Linked DNA regions of Mus musculus: region 2 is linked to region 1. Evidence: chromatin contacts called from public Hi-C data. All regions are on one chromosome and are shown on one strand. Each heading gives the region's core, a stretch centred on a gene start, on an enhancer-like site or on the middle of the called end of the contact. The rest is flanking DNA. Distances are from core to core; before and after follow the strand shown.

Region 1 (5,495 bases), core at 1,160-3,659:
ATGCTGAAATCATAGCTTTTCCGTGGCTTTCTGGTAAAACCTTATCTAAATTAGGCAATGCTAAAAAACGAGTAATTGAACATGTATCACACTGAGGAAATGCCTAGCTAGTGGACTTTTAAAAAAAAAAAAAAAAAAAAACACAGATTTAACACTTGGAAGTTGTCTTTCTCCAGAGACTGAGTTTCTTTTAACAAAGTTTCATCCTTCCGGAGCCTCGAGGAAAGAAGGAAAGTAATGGGAACAAGGGAGGGTCAGGGAGGAGAAAGATGAAGGCTGGAGAAGGAGAATATGGTCAAAATATGTGATATACTTTTCCCTTCTTTTTTATTTAATTGAAAGTATGGTTTTTATACAGTATTTTCTCATGGCTTCCTTCCCTTCATCTCCTCCCAGATCCTCCCACCCCACCTCCCCATCCATCCAACTCCATGACTTCTTTCTCTCTTTTTAGAAAACAAACATATATATATCCAGACTAAAAGAAAACAAACAGAAAGAGAGCCCAAAAAACCATATACACTGTACACACAGAGAAGCTTACACAAACTTATACACATGAAACTCATAAAACCACAAAAATCAGAAACCATAATATATAAGCACAAGACCAGGAGGGTAACATAGGTCCAAACTAAGCACTATGTGATCTCTCCAAAACATCTGCAGAGAGACCACTGAGTTCGTTCTGTGTTAGCCGTCTACAGCCGGGCACGGGACCAGCACTTTAGTGTGGTTTCTACACTCCGTGAGAGGCCGTCAGCAAACACTAGTTCTTCTTCTCAAGAGGTTGCCAATTGGACATAGCTTCTGGGTTAGGGATGGGAGTCTCTTATCCAGTTCCCCTCTCCGTGCTAAGACCCCATCTGTCTTAGGCAGATGTCTGATCTGTGCAGGCTCTGCGCATGCCTGGCCCAGTCTCTTGTGAGTTCATATGTGTGTCCTACTGTATCTGGAAGGCACTGTTTCCTTAGTGTCTGCCTTTTATTCTGCTTTTACCTCCTCTTCTGCAGAGTTCGCTGAGCCCTAAGAGGAGGAGTTTGATGAAGACATCCTATTTAGGACTGAATATGCCAAGATCTCTCACTCTCTGCACATTGTCTAGCTGTGGGTCTCTGTATTAGCTTCTATCTGCAGGAAGAAGTTTTTCTGAGTGAGACCTGATCTACAGGAGTTAGCAGTCCTTCTAGGCTCCACCCAACAGTTACCTAGCAACAGCTAGGTAGGCGGGGCTTGCTATAAAAGGGACTGCTTGGCCTCCCTTCCCTCTCTGACTCTTTTTCCTCTCAGACCCTTTTCTCCCTCTCTCCCCTTCCCCTCCCCACTCCCCAATGTTCCTGTCCACCCTCTTCCCCCCTTGCCCCCCCCTCCTCCCTTCTGTTTCTACACCCTTCTCCCTTCTCAACTCCCCTTCCCATGCCCCCAAATAAACTCTATTCTATACTGTACCTGTTGTATGGCTGGTACTTCGGGGAAGGGGTGCCTCAACATGGACCCACTGAGGTATCCCCTCCCACCGCACCATTCCGCGCTCTATAAAACATATCCTGGGTTTTATAAAACACATCATTTGGTGTCTTGACTCAGATTTACAAACTCGCAGGTTCACATTTCCCGCTGCCGCATGGACTTTCCAGCCATCAGATCACCAGACCTCTCCATCCAAACACCAGCAAATTGGTCAGCTTCCCCCATCGGTCAGTGTAAATGGCCCCTGGTCCCAAGGAAGGGCTGTAGAGCTCACAGGCACCCTCTGGTGTCCTTGGGGATAGAGGTACCATAGTCATGCTAGCTGCTGGAAAATCCTAGGCTTAGGTAAACCAGACCCCCTTGGACACTGGCCCCGCAGCTTAGCCCCTAGGTCACCTCGTGACAACTTGATAATCTAGCCTGGCTGCCCGTTTTGTTCTGAGTTATTAATTTACCTTCGGTAAGTGGCGAGGGGTAATTTTAATATCTTCTGCTCTCACTCAAAGGGACTGTCTTAGCAGCTACTTCCAGGCTCTACTGAGACGCCTCCTGGTCTTAAAGGCTTCCAAAGTCACACACTAAATTTGGCCCCAATACCCACTAGATAATAACTCTAAATGGCTGCTTAATGGCACTTAAAAAAAAAGAAAAAAAAAAAGCACTTTTACTTCTTGCCAGCAATCCAGAAAAACGGAAGGTATTCTATGTCCAGGCTTTTAATCCACCTTCTCTCCCAACTGCTTTATTCCTTGGATCCAGCTACCTCACCCTCTGCTCTCAGCTCCCTGCCTTTGACTCTGAGCAGTACCCTCCAGATATTGTTTCAGACTTAACTCACTCTGCCACCACCACCGCTGCCAGCTGTTTGCTCCAGCAGGCAGTCTTACGTTTCTACTTCCTGGGGAATTTTTATCTCAGATTTCTTTCCAATCTGGTCTGCACCAGCTCTAAACCAGCTGTAGCAGGAGAAGAAATCCCTGTACTCCACTTAGACCTGCTGCACTGTGCCAACACAGTGGCACCAGAGACTGCCTTTGGTGACGGGGGAGATCTCCTCACATACACATAAGGCCCTGGGTACCAGACAAACCATGTCTATTTGTCTCTTTGTCTCTGCTGACACATAGCCACGCTTTGATAAATAAATGTCTTCCCATTCTTTTTTTTTCTTTCCAATTTTTTATTAGTTGTTTTCTTCATTTACATTTCAAATGCTATCCCGAAATTCTCCTATACCCTCCCCCATCTCTACTCCCCTACTCACCCACTCCCACTTCTTGACCCTGGCGTTCCCCTGTACTGGGGCATATAAAGTTGCAAGTCCAATGGGCCTCTCTTCCCAATGATGGCCGACTAGGCCATCTTCTGCTACATACGCAGCTAGAGACACAAGCTCCTGGGGTACTGGTTAGTTCATATTGTTGTTCCACCTATAGGGTTGCAGACCCCTTTAGCTCCTTGGGTACATTCTCTAGCTCCTCCATTGGAGGCCCTGTGTTCCATCCAATAGCTGACTGTGAGCATCCACTTCTGTGTTTGCCAGGCACTGGCACAGCCTTACAAGCGACAGCTATATCAGGGTCCTTTCAGCAAAATCTTGCTGGTGTATGCAATAGTGTCTGCATTTGGTGGCTGATTATGGGATGGATCCCCAGGTGGGGCAGTCTCTGGATGGTCCATCCTTTCGTCTCAGCTCCAAACTTTGTCTCTGTAACTCCTTCCGGGTTCTAAGAAGGGTCGAAGTCTCCACACTTTGATCTTCGTTCTTCTTGAGTTTCATGTGTTTTGCAAATCGCCAGTAGGATTTGCTGAAGGAGGCAGAGGCAGGGGGATCATGAGTTCGAGGCCAACCTGGGCTACACATTTTTTCTTCTCCATTCTAAGGTATGACAAACACATGGCTTTCTACCACAGGCAGAGAGAGATAGCTTTGATGCCATCTTAGCTAAGGGCAGTCACATGGCTGGCTGTAGCTTCAATACCATCTTGATTGAAAGCAGTCTCACCATCTTTGTTATGGGAAGTCCCCACTTTACACAAAATCTTTAGGAGAACAGCCTGGCTTAAAGTCTCCAAAGACACTTTTCAACTAAGATAAAATTTTCATGTGGTTTCTATCCTACCTTGATAAATAATAATTTAATTTAATACTACTGTAAAGATTTACAACAGCAGAAAAGTTAAAGACCACTGCCTTAAAGAAATGTTCAGCCTTGTTTTTGCTACTAAGTTATAATGTTATAATCTTTGTTTGCTAGATACAATCTAGAGCAAATAATTAAAAACAGACACAGACTGTCTAATTCAGATATGCTTAATAGATACTAGCACTCAATCTTGTCAGAAATCTGCTAAATGTAACATTAAATGCTTAAGCTTATGATAACAGACAGAAACTCCCAAATTCTAACAGTGACTGCCCCCCCCCCAAAGGTCTCCAAGAAGACATGGGCACAGCGACAAAGGACTGTACCTGGATTGTGCTATGATAACTACTAAGAAAGACTTCTCCATTGTCTTGCCTGCTGCCAGGGCTCAGCCTAAACTGTGGACAAATAGAGGACACCCAGAGAATTAAAGGTCTCATATTGCCTAAGGTGAGTCATCTCTCCCATGTTCCTCACCCACAGGAACAAAAAGCCACTCATCTTCTGGGCCTGATGGCCCTACTGACTCTGCCCAAGTTGTGATGGAGACCACAGGGCCCTGGGAGAACTGTGTATGTAGTGGACTAGAGACCAACCTCTGTCATTTTAATTTATATATGACATCTAGATTATAACTTATTCTTCCCAGATTTCTGATTACATTGGCAGCTAAGCTAATTGCAGCTTGATAGCTAGAAAACAGACCTCTAGCTCCTTACCGCATGGTAATCCAGCACCTTATTAGCTCATTAGCCAATACATTAACTAGGTAAGACTACCAGATCTCTTATCAAAAAGGCAGACAGGTTTGCCTTGCTCACAGGCTTCACAAGAAGGGATAACCAAGTTCAGATGATGTAACCTTCTACTACTTCCTTATCTAACTCAGTTTCCAATGACTAAATGCTTCCTTCATATTTCTTCTCCTTACTATGCCACTATTATATTGAGACTTCAAAAGTTCAAAACCCTAACATTTATCAATAGAGTTCTTATAAATCAGCCCAACCCTAATAAAACAGTTCAGTGTACGACCCACTTTTATAATCACAAGTTCAGATTTTAAGTTTCCTTCGGTTGTCTTCTAACTATAGACTTAAAGTGCTTCTCATGCTAAACCTACGCCATCAGCCATCACAGTTACAAATTTAAGTTCCCTTTGGTTGCCTTTTAACTGTAGACTTAAGGTGTCTCTCGTGCTAAACTATCTGATCAACTCTCATATTCACAAGGTCATCACAATGTTTTAGTTTCCTTTGATTATTTATCAACTATAAACTTAGTAATGCTTCTTTTTTTATTACGTATTTTCTTCAATTACATTTCCAATGCTATCCCATAAGTCCCCCCCCTTAGTAATGCTTCTTTCATTACTAAACTAATATACATTGAGTCTTCTGACCAGAGGGAACAGCCTCTCTTGCTCCTTCTGCTCCATGAAAGGTTTTTGTCTTCCCTGAGCTCAACTCAAAGACCATCCATACTGTTAACAAGTTTATCTCTTTTAGAAACTTATAAGCTCCAGGAAACACACTCAGATCCACCTCTCATGGACCAAATCGACTCCCTCCAGATAAGTATACCTGCCAGTCAATAATCTACCTTCCTACCTGTCTTAGTCAGGGCTTGTAGTCCTGCACAAAAATATCATGACCAAGAAGCAAGTTGGGGAGGAAAGGGTTTATTCAGATTACACTTCCACACTGCTGTTCATCACCAGAGGAGATCAGGACTGGAACTCCCACAGGGCAGGAAGCAGGAGCTGATGCAGAGGCCATGGAGGGATGTTACTTACTGGCTTGCTTGCCCTGGCTTGCTCAGCTTGTTTTCTTACAGAACCCAGGACCACCAGCCCAGGGATGGCACCACCCACAATGG
Region 2 (5,107 bases), core at 2,544-5,043, 210 kb before region 1:
TCTTGCACTCCCCCTCTGCCTTGTGAGTACTCACGTGTCCTCACACCTGCTTATGATGCAGCATGAGGTCCCTCAGCAGATAACCACACTATGCACCTGGTCTTCCCAGCCTGCAGAACCATGAGGCAAATACATTTGTATTGTTTATAAACTATCTCGTCTATGACATCTTGTCTTAGTCAGTGGCAGAAACAGACTAAGATCAAAAAGATAATGTGAACCAAAGAAATATGGCTACCATCCAAACAGATAGCATATCTATCCTTCATTAACATCATAACTCCAACATGGCCCCATGTGCTTCCTCTGGTTGCTAGGTGACCCACGCTAGCCTGTTGTCTCACATGTCCCTTCTCTAGCTCTCATGCACACACTGACCTTGGTGGAGGCATTCACCAGCAAGTATCCCAGAGCTGAGCCCAGAACTTCGCTGACATTCTGCTCGCCTTTGGAGACCTGTGACTAGGAGGTGACAGATTGGGTGGTTCCAGGGTAAAAGGTAATGGAGTTGTAGCAGAAGTGAAGGATCTCTAGAAAGAGGTCTCAAAGTTCCAAACGGTAATTTCTAGAAACTTCAGCATGTGGTGAAGAACCTATCCCAGAGGAAATGACCAATGATGGGGAAGAACTCAAGTGACCCATAAGGCATTCTAGTAGGTAAGTTCGTCTCAACTCCAAGGTGACAGGACACTGAAAGCTGTCACCAACATAGAGCCTGGGAAAACCTCGTGGGTTATAGGTTGCCACTGAGGGTCGGTCCTCGTGCCCAGCCAGAGGTGTGAACATACCTGTCATAATTCTCACTGGCCACCTTGGCTGCATTCTCAAAGGCACAGTGAGGCCTAAGGACACCAACCTGTGTTTACCAAGTGTAGTAGAGTTGATTCCAGCCAAGTGCACAGCAGACTCCAACATCAGCCTCCTGACTGTCAAATATGGAGAAGTCTCTTAACGTGTATGTAAATCCACTTCCTCATCTGGCCAAATAAATCTGAAAATTATGGTTTAAAGTGTCTGGCATGGTGCTTAGATCAAAGAAATAACACAGAGATGGCTATGGTGAGAAGTGGTGTTGGTTTTGAGATGTCTAAAAACTAAAGGGTCCAAAAAATAGGCAAGATAGTTCCTTCCTTTAAAGTCCCTAATCCATAGACTAGAAAGATGGCTCAGCAGTTAATAGCACCTACTGCTCTTGTAAAGGACTCAAGTTCCGTTCCTGGCACACACATAGGACAACACATAAGGACTTATATCTCCATGTCCAGGACATCTGATGCTGCTTCCAGACTCTGTGGGCACACATGTTGACATAAGACACACAAATAAAATAATACAAATCTTCAAAGTCTGTAATTGGGAGTGAGAAAGAATAGGGTGGCTGCATGACTATCATACACATTCCTGGTAATTGGGAATGAGTCCTGCATCGGGTAGGAAAGGAGCCCTCCAGAGAGTTCCTGGCAGGGGGCTGGGGGGTTGGTTCAAGAGGTGTAGAGATGTACTGTGGGCCCAGATGTTCCGGCAGAAGGAGATAGAAGCCAAAGTCACAAGGCAGAATAAGAAGGAGCTGCTGAGAAACTGCAGTTCTGAGCTGAGATTGAGAAGAGCTGAGGAGAGATCAGAAGCGAGTCTGGGCTCTTTGAAGGAAGCCCCTTGACACCAAGCTAAAGAGTTGGCACTTAATTCAGTGGTCAATGGGGAGCCATTGGTGGCTGTCTGTACAGCTGTGCAGGACTAAATTAAGCATAAACAGTACTTAATAGCTGAGATGGGACGGCCCAGGAATAGCTCTTGACTCAGGAACAGGCTGAGCACAAGGTAATGAGAAAGAGAACTCTGATCAAAGCAGAGATGTTAATTAAATTTCTAATTATTGAGAAAGGCCATTAGAAGCCCAGTTCTCCAGAGACGAGTGCTGAAGATGGACTAGAAAGCAGAGCAGTCATCCCAACCTCGCATAGGGTCACCCGAGGTAGATGCCTGCCTATTTCAGTGGAGGGAGAAAAGGTTTAAGGGACTTAGTACACGGAAGCTGGACGTGCAAGGACGTGTGTTCTCTACAAGGTCACAGCCCAGGCTCTAAATGTCCACATGACTAAACTAGATACATTTTGACATGATGTAGGGACTCTCCAAAGAGTTTTTCCACAGCCAATACTGGGTCTCTAATTTTGTTCCTTTTTCCACCGGTGCTGAGAAAAGTTAGCACTTTCTATGCTGCTAAGGTTAAAAAATATTTTCTCTTTTTTAAAAAAAACTTTATTTATTTACTTACTTTATATCTCAATATCAGCCCCTCTCCTTCCAATTCCCCTCCTCAAAGCTCTTCCCCCTGTTCTGCCCTCCTCTTCTTCTCTGAGAAGGGGGAGACCCCCCATCACAACACACACACACACACACATACACACACACACACACACACACACACACACACACCAGCACACCAGCCACTGCTGGACTAGGCAACAACCTCTCTCACTGATGCCATGCAAGGTGGCCCAGTTAGAGGAACAGGATCCCCAAGCAGAGGACAAATTCAAGGACAACCTCTGCTTCATATGGGGGACCCACATGAAGGACCAAGCTGCACATCTGCTATATATGCTTGTGGGGGGGGGCTTTCTCAGAAGGGGAAATAAAATAGTCATTGGAGGTGGAGGGAGGGAGGGATCTGCGTGGGAGAGGGGATAGGGGGAGAGGACCGGGACTCGACAGGAAGACCAACAGAGTCAACTAACCTGGACCCTTGGGGGCTCTCAGGATCTGAACCACCAACCAAAGAGCAAGCATGGACTGGACCTCGCCCTGCCATGCACACATATGTAAAAAGTATTCCTATCCAGAAAGTGTTCCATTCATTTGAATAATTAGTAACTCACCACTGGGTCATTTGGTCAATGACTAGTGGGGACGGTTAGACAGCAACCTTCTGATATCGTTGGTCATTTGTATATGACAATGTAAAAAAGTGTGATAATGGATGTTGAAGTGGAACTGTGTAAGCAATATGCATTACTCTGCAGTTAACAAAACATTCACACACCAACTGTCTCATCCGAGATACAATTTACATTCCTACAAGCAGTTCAAAACACCAAGTCCTAGAAAGTCTCAAAGGTACTCTCCAGGCATGCAGTCAATATGAAGAAACACTAGAACCCAGGTCTTCTAACTTGTAACTAGGGTTTTGTTTTTGTTTTTTTCTGTGCAAGAATATATTATTGGATTTAAAAATTATACCCTAAGGCAGTGGTTCTCAACCTTCTTAATGCTATGATCCTTTAGTACAGTTCTTCATGTTGTGGTGACGTTCTGCCTAATCATAAAATTATTTTTGTTGCTACTTCACAACTGTAATTTTTCTACTGCTATGAACTGCAATGTAAATATCTGATATGCAACCTCCTGTAAAAGAGTTGTTTAAACTCCCAAGGGGGTAGAGCACCACAGGTTGAGAACCCCTGCCCTAAGGTCTAGTGATAAGGTCCCTGTCTTCCTTGCTCGTGATGGAAAATGAATAAGGCTACAGCTAAGGGGAAAAAAATCAATACACCCCAGACTTTCATGGCCACGATGAGAGTTTAAAGGAGAAAATCCCCAGGATATCTTCTTGAATATGTGTAGATTCGTCTACAAATCTGTCACAACCGAAACACATGTTCCCAAGGCTTAGGCAAGCCAGCAAGTGATTTCTCTAATCCCTTACCTATAAATTTCTAGCCCCATGCTGTTGGCAAACAAGACTCCTTCCCTCTTTGTGGCCTGCCATCTGTGTATAATTACACCTCCACGTAGCTCAGAAAGCGCACACTCCGCTCACAACCCAGCCATACAAAGGAGCAAGGAGTGAACAACGGGGATGTGTGATCTTTGTCCTGGAAGCCACAGTTCCAGAAAAACTACTATGCCTATGGAGAAGAGGATGGTGAATACTGAAAAATAATTAGTGAGAGGTTCGCTCGGAGGTCTTGAGGGATGGGTAACAACGAGGTGATGGCTCTAGGCCAGCAAAGGGGGAAAACCAGCCATGATAAGTAGGGTGGTTTGTGCAACCATGAATCAGGAGGAATAACCAGGGTCAGTTTTCACACTCTGAGAAAATAAGGCTGTTGGGAACAGCAGCTGAAATCAAAGAATAACATCAGGGGTTTTCACTGGAACATTATATACGATTTTATAGACTTTGTAAGTCAAGCTGAGTGGCTTAGAGCTAAACTGCTGTGTCTAAGAACAGCGTGTGGATCGGGACTTCAAGGGTGGATGAGCTGGGTTAGTGCTGGGAGCCAGTGATGCACAAGGAGGGCTGTTTCAAGGGTCAGTGACTAGCAGGCAAAGGCTCTGCTTGGGAAAGAAGCTCTGGCCTGAAATGGCAGTGGTGTGAGAGGTGTTTCATGAGAGAAAAAAAAAAAAAAAGAGTCTGAGCTCTATTGATCGGCCTGGGTAAAGGTTGCTCCGGAGGGGTTCCCCCACCCTTGCCCCCAAAACCCATTTCTCCTGCCTGTGCAGGGAGCACTCAATACCAGAACTGCATCCAACAGTAAACAAAAGTCCAACACAAGCTGTATGTGTGCATTAGCCTGGCACACAGGAGATCAGTGCTTGTTGAGTGGATGGCTAAATGCATAAATAAGCAAGATGTAGGTTGCAGAGCGCAGGTAGAACTGTACCAGAGGCAAATAAAGTCTAGAAAATAGGGTTGAAAAGACAGCTCAGTGGGAGCAGTTGCCGCCTCTGCAGAGGACCTGAGTTCAGTTCCCAGCATTCCCACCAAGCAACTCACAATGGCCGTTAATTGCAGTTCCAGGAGATCTGACAGTGTCTGGGCTCCACAGGCACCTGCACACATGTGCTACACACATATAAACATGCAGGCATTTACACATATGCATCAAATAAAAATAAATAAATCTTAAAGATCTGGTAGAAAGCCAGGTGACATATTCACAGAGAGAAAACTTACATTTTCATGCCAACTGTCATAGCAAAGCTGTGACTTGTGGCACTAAAGAGTAAGTTGACACGCTAAAATATTCCCTATGCCAGGCTGATGCATGTGTGTATGTATGAAATGGGGTGTGGGGGCTTGGGGTTACTCACGGAAAATGCA

Evidence for each region. Hi-C and Micro-C count contacts between places; a contact is called where the count stands out from the background.
Region 2: a Hi-C map of nephron progenitors shows a contact between it and region 1, with 3 times the contacts expected there. The contact joins two enhancer-like sites. A contact is called at or near these places in 1 of 15 datasets of contacts at CTCF or cohesin (CD8 T cells), 20 of 484 Hi-C or Micro-C datasets (the Ba/F3 cell line, CD8 T cells, Sertoli cells and 7 more) and 6 of 115 datasets of contacts at active chromatin or transcription factors (CD8 T cells, T-cell acute lymphoblastic leukemia, astrocytes and 3 more).

The regions. Positions count from the first base shown.
Region 1 is chr8:34,183,270-34,188,764 of GRCm38.p6, reverse strand. No RefSeq gene overlaps it. Among named protein-coding and RNA genes, the nearest start is that of Gm33638, 13 kb to the right of the region's middle. Within about 2 kb of position 2,409, at least 7 of the 459 cell types and tissues checked have an H3K27ac peak or open chromatin away from gene starts, as enhancers often do. A contact at or near this core is called in nephron progenitors, where this site is marked.
Region 2 is chr8:34,398,292-34,403,398 of GRCm38.p6, reverse strand. No RefSeq gene overlaps it. Among named protein-coding and RNA genes, the nearest start is that of Gm33831, 14 kb to the right of the region's middle. Within about 2 kb of position 3,793, at least 35 of the 459 cell types and tissues checked have an H3K27ac peak or open chromatin away from gene starts, as enhancers often do. A contact at or near this core is called in nephron progenitors, where this site is marked.